Linked DNA regions of Mus musculus: regions 1 and 2 are each linked to region 3. A link is a contact called in public Hi-C data. All regions are on one chromosome and are shown on one strand. Each heading gives the region's core, a stretch centred on a gene start, on an enhancer-like site or on the middle of the called end of the contact. The rest is flanking DNA. Distances are from core to core; before and after follow the strand shown.

The links. A called contact is a pair of places that touch in the nucleus more often than the background predicts.
Region 1: a contact with region 3 is called in a Hi-C map of liver, with 6 times the contacts expected there. The contact joins two enhancer-like sites. A contact is called at or near these places in 9 of 484 Hi-C or Micro-C datasets (Kupffer cells, embryonic fibroblasts, embryonic stem cells and 3 more) and 3 of 115 datasets of contacts at active chromatin or transcription factors (bone marrow-derived dendritic cells, kidney and liver).
Region 2: a Hi-C map of liver shows a contact between it and region 3, with 2.4 times the contacts expected there. The contact joins two enhancer-like sites. A contact is called at or near these places in 6 of 484 Hi-C or Micro-C datasets (the C10 cell line, the Patski cell line, cerebral cortex and 2 more).

Annotation. Positions count from the first base shown.
Region 1 is chr2:58,742,440-58,745,139 of GRCm38.p6, forward strand. It overlaps a transcript of Upp2 not described here. Among named protein-coding and RNA genes, the nearest start is that of Upp2, 11 kb to the right of the region's middle. Within about 2 kb of position 1,287, at least 14 of the 459 cell types and tissues checked have an H3K27ac peak or open chromatin away from gene starts, as enhancers often do. A contact at or near this core is called in liver, where this site is marked.
Region 2 is chr2:58,840,150-58,842,849 of GRCm38.p6, forward strand. The region is part of intron 12 of Ccdc148 (coiled-coil domain containing 148); the gene reads right to left. Among named protein-coding and RNA genes, the nearest start is that of Upp2, 86 kb to the left of the region's middle. Within about 2 kb of position 1,257, at least 23 of the 459 cell types and tissues checked have an H3K27ac peak or open chromatin away from gene starts, as enhancers often do. A contact at or near this core is called in liver, where this site is marked.
Region 3 is chr2:58,991,541-58,994,357 of GRCm38.p6, forward strand. All of the region lies in intron 8 of Ccdc148 (coiled-coil domain containing 148), which reads right to left. Among named protein-coding and RNA genes, the nearest start is that of Ccdc148, 170 kb to the right of the region's middle. Within about 2 kb of position 1,366, at least 9 of the 459 cell types and tissues checked have an H3K27ac peak or open chromatin away from gene starts, as enhancers often do. A contact at or near this core is called in liver, where this site is marked.

The DNA of each region.
Region 1 (2,700 bases), core at 37-2,536, 250 kb before region 3:
TTCCAACAACGAGTCTTGAAATATAAAGAAAACTCGTGGGCAAGTATTGGTCAAAAAATCGTTTGCAGGGAGTCCCTAGAGTCAATTGTCATGGGTGCCCATAGAATGGCAGTTGATAGCACTGCATTGTGTTAAAATTCTCAGGTGCTAGCAGTGCAAAACAGGTGTTGCATGGGAGAGGTCCCCAGCCTTTGGCAAAAGCAAATGCAAAGTCAGTGTCCAGGACCATGTCACAAGCCAATGTGTCCTAGATCCCCATGAAGGAAGCAGAGACTCATACAAAAATTACAGCTAAAACCAGGAAGCAATCCCCAGTCCAAGGAGGGGGGGAGACACAAGAGAAAAGTGAGAACAAGCAAGAATAAGGTAATTAAATGGTCTGAGACAAGTTAGGGGTTATCTAAGTTTAAAGTTATAGACAGAGGGACTTCAGGTAAGATGGAGCACTAGAAACAATATCACAGTGAGGCTGGTAACAGGCAAGGAATTAAAGGGAACAAGAATATTTTACACTCCATCCACTACTTCGCTAGCCCATGAATGGATCTGGTCAACACCCCAGACCGTGAGACCATCAGACCCACTGACTTTTTCCACCATCGGACTGGACCTGCTGCTGTGATTCTAAATACAACCATTAGCTGCCTCCACTATAGTGCGGTTCTCCTCTGACCCGACCAGTCATTCTAGGCTAAAAGACTCTAGCTAGGACATCTACGAAATCATGGCAGTAGAGGTTTCGTAGAAGGGGTTTCTAGTGCTACCAGGGTCACCGTCAGTACAAGGCAAAGCTTTGGGAGCTAAGCCAACTTGATCTACATAGTAATCTCCAACTGGAGATACATAACCAGACCCTTTTTCAAAACCAACCTAAACCAGAGTCAAACTCAGTGTTAGAGCTTTGATGTGCAGTCGTCTCATGATTTTCATGGATCCAAGGTTTTGTCACTCTCCCATGGCTCTATCAGGAGGCAGCAGGAACTACATGTGGGCTGGAAAGGGAAGTACTCTTCAAGAATGTATGGGGACATCAGCCCCCTCCTCTCTCTTTCCTTCCTCGCTGCCACAAGGTGAATGGTTTTGTCTGATTCCCACCATGTGTGCCTCTTACATATACAGAGAAACACAGCCATGTGACTATGGATGAAAACCTCCACAGTGTGAGCCAAAATAAATATTTTCCCTTAAGCCATTTCTCATGGGTATTTTGACACTGTGGTGGAGTGCTGACTAATTCAAAGTGCAAGGGCAGGAACACCTGGCACTGTCTTATTTTTTCCCCATTTTCTTGATGAAATTGGTGACATAATCAGAAAGGGCAGGGCAGGACAGCTGTTTATGAGGCGAGGGTTCTGTAGGACACTGTGAAATTAAGCAGAATAAGGCATGGCTAATCACCAAGAGCGCAGCTGAGAGTTGGCCCAGCTAGGTCAATCACAGCTAGGAAATGAGTGGACAGTCCAGGTAATCTCCTCAGCTTGTAGCAAAGTGGCAAATAGAATACACTAGATAAGACACTAACAGGACAGGCTGAAGCAACCTAGTAGATATCTACTGCAAACACCAGAAGACTCCTGGAAAGACGGCAAGCTACAGTGCCTCTGTGTGAGCTGAAGAAAGGGGGAGTCAGAATGAGAAGATAGAGGCTTCATCCCACAGACAAAAATTGAGGGGAGTCTTTGAAGATCCACAAAGGAAGCCAGGCAACACTGGGTAACAGCAAAAACAAAGTCATGGGGCACAGAGCAACAAGCCAAGTGCATCCTCAGCCTCCCAGCCCTTCCCTAGGGGAAGGGAGCTCGGAAGCTAATTTCAGTAGGTAAGGCAGATGAAAGCCAGCAGTCCTGCCCTCTGGATAAGCCCACAGACCTCTTTGGCCTCAAATCCAGTTGTGGGCTTTGGTGTTAGAGCAAAGCTTCTGGCAGACAGATTAGGCACAGAGAGAAATCCGTTTTCACACAGCGGGTGACCTGGAGAAGCCTTGCTGGGCTCCATAGTAAGAGAGAATCTGTGGTAAAAATTGAGCAACTCCAGAGACGGGGTGATCCATAAGCCGGAGAGCCTTATCCTGCTGTATCCCACAAGTGAGGGAAGGCTTGGAGGGACAATGTAGAGAGCCAGGAGCTTTGGATAGTGATAAGCTCAAGGGTGACCGGAGGCTGGATCAGTCTGGGCAGTGCATGGTGAGAGCTACATCCATCTTGTCTGAGAATAGCTCTCCGAAGTTGAGAATAAAGCTGGAGTTTGATAACTCTTGAGGCCAGGAGGGAGATCAATTTTTTTTTGTCTATCTGCTTTTCTCTTAAGCCCAAAGACTCTGATGTGCTAGAGATTGGTATCACCTCAGGCAGGTACTAATACCCACAAGGTCTGGACAGTATGAAGGCAGGTCCTCTGGCTGTGCAGGTCTTAGTGATACTCATCCCCAACACACTGGGAGACACCCCATCAGCTAACCATTGGCCATTCCATCCAGAATGACATGGACAGTAACAGGAGGGTGGGAGAGTCTATCCAGACGCAGATGGCAAAGCTAACTGTGGTCAGATGAGGCTCCTGATAATACAAAGGGAGAAACCACCAGCTGGGAGGGCAACCATGGCAGGCACACGCAGATTCCTCCACAACTCAAACCAAGGGAATGACAAGGCTCCCCAGGTTTAGCTGAACCCCCGACTCCATGAGCATCTCTGGGAGCCT
Region 2 (2,700 bases), core at 7-2,506, 150 kb before region 3:
CTTGTAATTGAAGAAGCTATACTCTCTGTTGTCAGTTCCTTCCTCATTTTCTCCATGCTGGCTATAGTCAGGCCTGGCCTCTGTTCACTCTGGAAGCCACTCTGCAATGTTACCACAGGCTCCAAATTGTACATGCATGGGTCTCTTTCAGATCCTCTCTCCCTGTCAGACCTGTTGGCAATGCCCATACTGGTGGCCACTTCTCTCTTGGAACATGTCCCCTCTTTCTGCTGCGCCCCCAAAACTCGATCTCTAGGTCCTTCCCATCTGTCCATCCAAGGCTTCAACATAAATTTTCTTATTTTCGCAATTAAGAAAAAAACTCTTAGAAACATAGCCAACTCACTGAAAGCCTTGGATTCTCCTCTCCTTCAAAGCTGCAAATCCTTTGATCTTTTCTTTCTGTTGTAAGTTCAGGATTCCTCTCAGGCAAATCCCACAAGAACAACAGCACTACACTGCCAGTTAAATGCAGAGCTACTGACTTATGGACAGCCAGTGACGTTGGATATAACCAACTGACACTATCTTGTAAAAACTTAGGAACAGAGATTCATGACAAGTCTAAATACAAACCCTACGGGCCTCTTTGCAGCCCTGGAGCAGCGAGCCTCATGTATCTTGGTTAGAGCTAAGATTCTGTACAGTCAGTAATTTGCAGATCGCTATGTCTCAAGGACAGACAGTTAAGTTTGCACTAATAATACCTTATAACACAAATGTAAAAACTCAGCCTAAAATATTCATAGCAGAGTCATTTTAGCTACATAAAAAGCCTAAGAAAAGCACTCACAGAATGTATTACTTTGAGCAAGATGACATCTTGGGGCCAAGAAAGTCTCTTATATAATTAAGGAAATGACTGAGGTGGTTTCCTATTTTGATTTATTAGCTAGAAAGTACCTTACAAGTTGGAGATGTCTTCTAAAAATAATGACTTAACTATTAAAATAGTTGACTTTTTAATCCTCTCCTCCTAACAGAAATTGAAAGCCAGAGCCAACTGCCTATTATGGCCAAATCTAGAAGTTAATAATTAAACTGCACTGTGGTAGACATCTGTTGTTTTGAATCTCTCGAGCACTTACTGTGGTAGTTAAGAATTGTCTCCCAGAGGCTCCAGTATTTGAATATGTGGTCCCCAGTTGGTGGGGCTATTTGGGGAGGTTTAGAAGGAATAGTCTTACTGGAGGAATAGTGTCACGGTGGGAGAGGGGAGTCTTGGAGAGCGTAAGGACCTATTTCTAATTTGTTTTCTCTATTTTGTACTTGCAGCTGAGGGTGTGAGCTCTTAGCCATTAGCTGACATGCCTGCTGCTTGCTGTCGTGCTGCCCCACCACAAAGGACTCTTACTCTCTAGAACCAAAAGGCAAAATAAGCTATTCCTTAAGTTGTGTTGGCCATTGTGGTCATTTGAATGAGGACGTCTCACATAGGTTCATATGTTTAAATACATGGTCCCCAGTTGGTAGAACTGTTTGGGAAGGATTAGGAGCTAGGACTTGGTTGGAGGGGATAGGCTTTGGGGTTTCAAAAGACCTGTGCTATTGTCAGTGTATTTTCTACCTCCTGTTTGTGGTTCAAGATGTGAGCTCTCACACTGTTCCAGCTGCCTGCTGCATACTACTTCCACAGAGATGGCCACTGTGTGGTTGGCTCTGAGTGAGCATGTGACTTCTGCTGAGACAATGAGAATCTTTCTCTGCAACTTCTATTATGGATACTGAAAAAGAAAAATTTTCTCTCTGAGGTCACTATGCTAGAAAGATCTGCACCTGGAGCTGCTTGTAAACAGGCCTCCTCTCCCTCCTAGAGTCCAGTGCATCCCTGTGGAGGAACAATGAACACATATCCATGAACAATAAGATGCTGGAAAAGGAGGGGGAAGGCAGGAAGGACCCAAAGCACATGTTGACTCTCTGAAACAAAACCCAATCCTGGGCACCCATGCTTTCTACCTAAGCTAGTTTATGTCAGCCTCTGTCAGATTCTGAGGGAATCCTGACTAATAAACATTTCATCTTATGAAAAAAGAGACTGTAGGAAAGTGTCTATAACAGACTAGCATACTAGCTCTGTGAGGTGGTACCTTTTAGTAAGTGAAATCCTAAGGAAATGTGTATCGTTTCATGTGGGCATGGCTGTGTCAAGGACTCCAATGTCTCAGCCCCATGGCAAGACCTCCCCTCCTCTCAGTGAAGCTGGGAGGGCTGATCGCTTTTCCCCGGTCTGTGTGCCCATGTTGAGAGTGTGTGTGCTGAAAACATCTGCCATAGCTTTCTATCCCGGATTGCTTTTATTGAGAGCAGATAAACCTGCCTGCTAGTTCAGTCAAATATAATAGCCCTGTTTCCTTGTTTGTGTCTATTAGTAACCCAATCTCCTTGCTCAGCTGTATACAACAATCCCACATCCCTGTCTACCTGTATATAACAAACGTGCTGAGCTTTCAGGGTGCTGTGGCTTTTCCATGACAGAGTCCACACCACCTGGTCCCCTTTGTCGCAAGGGTGTGACACCTACTGGCTCATTTCCCATATGTATGACTCACGGAGTGTAACTATCCCACAGGATAATAACATGTGGATTGTGATATACGTGTCCAAGTCAGTTTTGGGAAACCTAACATGAAGTATAAAAGGTATCTTCATAGAGAAGTTGCTCATATTTGCAGTACTTTGGTGGCAGATACAAGAAAT
Region 3 (2,817 bases), core at 116-2,615:
GGATGCTAACAATAAAGCCTGCTTAGGGACTAGAGATCTGACTCAGAAGTTAAGAGCTAACTATTGCAGAGGACCTGAGTTTGGTTCTGTGCACCCACATCAGGTTAATAACAACCACTTGTAACTCCAAATCCAAGGGACTGCATGCCCTGTTCAGGCCTCCTTAGACACCTAGACTCTTGTGCACCCACACACGGATGCACAATATTAAAATCAAATCTTTTTTTTTAAGGACTGTTGAATTAAAGACATAACAAATGTTTTTACACTTTATAAGTTCTGACATGCAAATAAACAAAATTCAACGAAGTAAACTCAAAGAAAACATTGTGGCATGTTGCATAAAACTTAGACCCTGGGGCTAGAGAGATGGCTCAGCAGTTAAGATCATTTGATGCTCTTGCAGAGGACACAAGTTCAGCTTCAAGCACCCACATCAAGTAGCTCACAAATGCCGATAGCTCCAGTTCCAGGGCATCTAAGCCCTTTTCTGTCCTCCACAGGCATGTAACAACACGTACATACACACGTACATACATGCACACAGACTCATGTGTGTCCATATAAGTAAAAAATGTTTAAATCTTTTAACAGGGAGATTCATGATCTTTTGATAGGATGCATTCTGCTATAGGCAAAAAAAAAAAAAAAAAAAATTAAAACAAATATTTTATTCTTGCACCACCCCCAAAGCTAGTTTAGTAATTGCTAAATTTGTTTTCTGGTATGAGCTAACATTAAATTATAAACCCATAATTTTTATGCAACTTTTCTTTTAAAACAATGCTGCTAAAGCTATATGGCAAACAGAAAGTTGTGTGCAGTGATTACCCACCCTCCAACAGATGCAAAAGTCAGCAGTGAGTGGGGCTTTCCCCATGGACTGCACCAGGGAGGTGGCGACTGCAGTGGCCAACGTTGGCTGTCTGGGCTGGCTAACCGATGGGACTCAGCAGACCCTTGAAGACCAGAGGACTATGCTGCTTTCTCGGAACCTCTCCCTTTGATAATCACTTTTGGCACACAACCAACAGCGGTCCACATGTGGAGCTTGAGCCTGGTCGTGCTCGGGCACTGAACCTTCCCGACAGTTCTGGGAGTACATCGGACAAAATGCCCAGTGGTGGTTAAACTGTAATGTTTTAACTTGTGGCTTCGTTTGTCTGTGAACCAATGTCATCTCTGGTTTGCTATTTCCCTGCTTTCCTCTCACTGTGTTCATCGGGAGGAGACACATACACAGGCATCTGTTTGTTTAAACTTTTATGAGGCCATGTTGTCTTCTGGCACTGACTAGTCCCAGTTCATCCTTAGTAGCAATGGAGAATACCGTTTGCTTTGGCAAGGGGAAATGTGTGTGTTTCTCTTTTTACTGAAGGACAGTGAGAGAGGTGAGCTGTGTTGGTAAACATGGGAACACGAGGAAAGATCATGAACAGGACCCTGGCCATGTGCCCTTGGGACAGCAATCTCTAAGGCCTTATCATTAAGTCTAGTGATGAAACAAATGGTGAAGCATGTTATAGTTTGTGCTGGCCTTGGTACAAGACTGAGACTCCAGCATTGGCAAGTAGGGGGATCAGGAGCTCAGGATCACATGCTTTCGTGAGTTGGAGGTCAGCCAGGTATGAAGAGTCAGTCTTAAAACAAACAAAAGGGAGAGAGGGAGAAGAGGAGGGGAGAGGAGGGGAAGGGAGGAGGTGAAAGAGGGGAGGGGAGGGGAGGGGAGGAGATGAAAGAGGGGAGGGGAGGGGAGGGGAGGGGAGGGGAGGAGAGGAGAGGAGAGGAGGAGAAACCTAAAAGGAGAAGAAAATGAAAATATAACTTAGGTTGATTTTCTGCAAGGAAATATAACAATATTCTTAACAATATTCTTTGACTCAGAATCTCCATTTCTGAAATCCAACTGAAGAGATTAATCATTCATATATATATATATATATATATATATATATATATATATATATATATATATATATATATATATATCAGTGGCAAGCAAGCCATTTCAAAGTTTCTAAAAGAATATCAGAATGTAGAATACCTACTACTCAAAAGTGAGGAACCTGAACAGAATAGCAACAGGTGGAATTCAAACTAGGGAAGTGGTGGATATGCTAATAGAGTTTTCCTTTTCATAAACAAAAGTGTTACTCTAGGGTCTCTCTTGGATTTATATTAACTTCATTTCTTCTCTTTGCCTACCTCTGTTTTTAAATTTTTCTGTAATGTAATTATTTCTGAATTCAGAGACAAATACACAAACTTGAAATGTTCCCAGAGCACTAAAGTGACACCTTGAACAGTGCTAACAAAATACGATGAATCGAAATAATTAGGTTGAAAAGCATGATCCTAGAGCACTGGCTATTTTGTGAGAGCTCACTGTTAAAGCAGTCAGATTCAGATCTCAGAATATTCATTATGAGCCAACAGTACAAAATTTAATATACCTATCAACAATAAATTATAAATCACTTGTGATCTTGCTGCTGTCGTCTACATATTGACTTCATCTCTGAAGCAACTGAATGGGCCAATCACACAATTATGTCTCAGCTATATGATTAATTCATCTAAATATAAGGATATTAAAGCTGTGATCTCTCTTTTGAGTCTAAAAGATGCAATTAAATTCGCCTTCCTGTTCTTAATGACACGCAGACCTAATTCACCACAGCAGAATCCAGAGTGTTTTGCCAGTATGATGGATGAAGGGTGAGGCTCCACTGTAGTCAGATTGTTTTTATAATGTGTTTTGGTAAATTAGACCATCCTTTAAAGTTGTGCTATCCAAGATGCTAGCCACCAGGCACA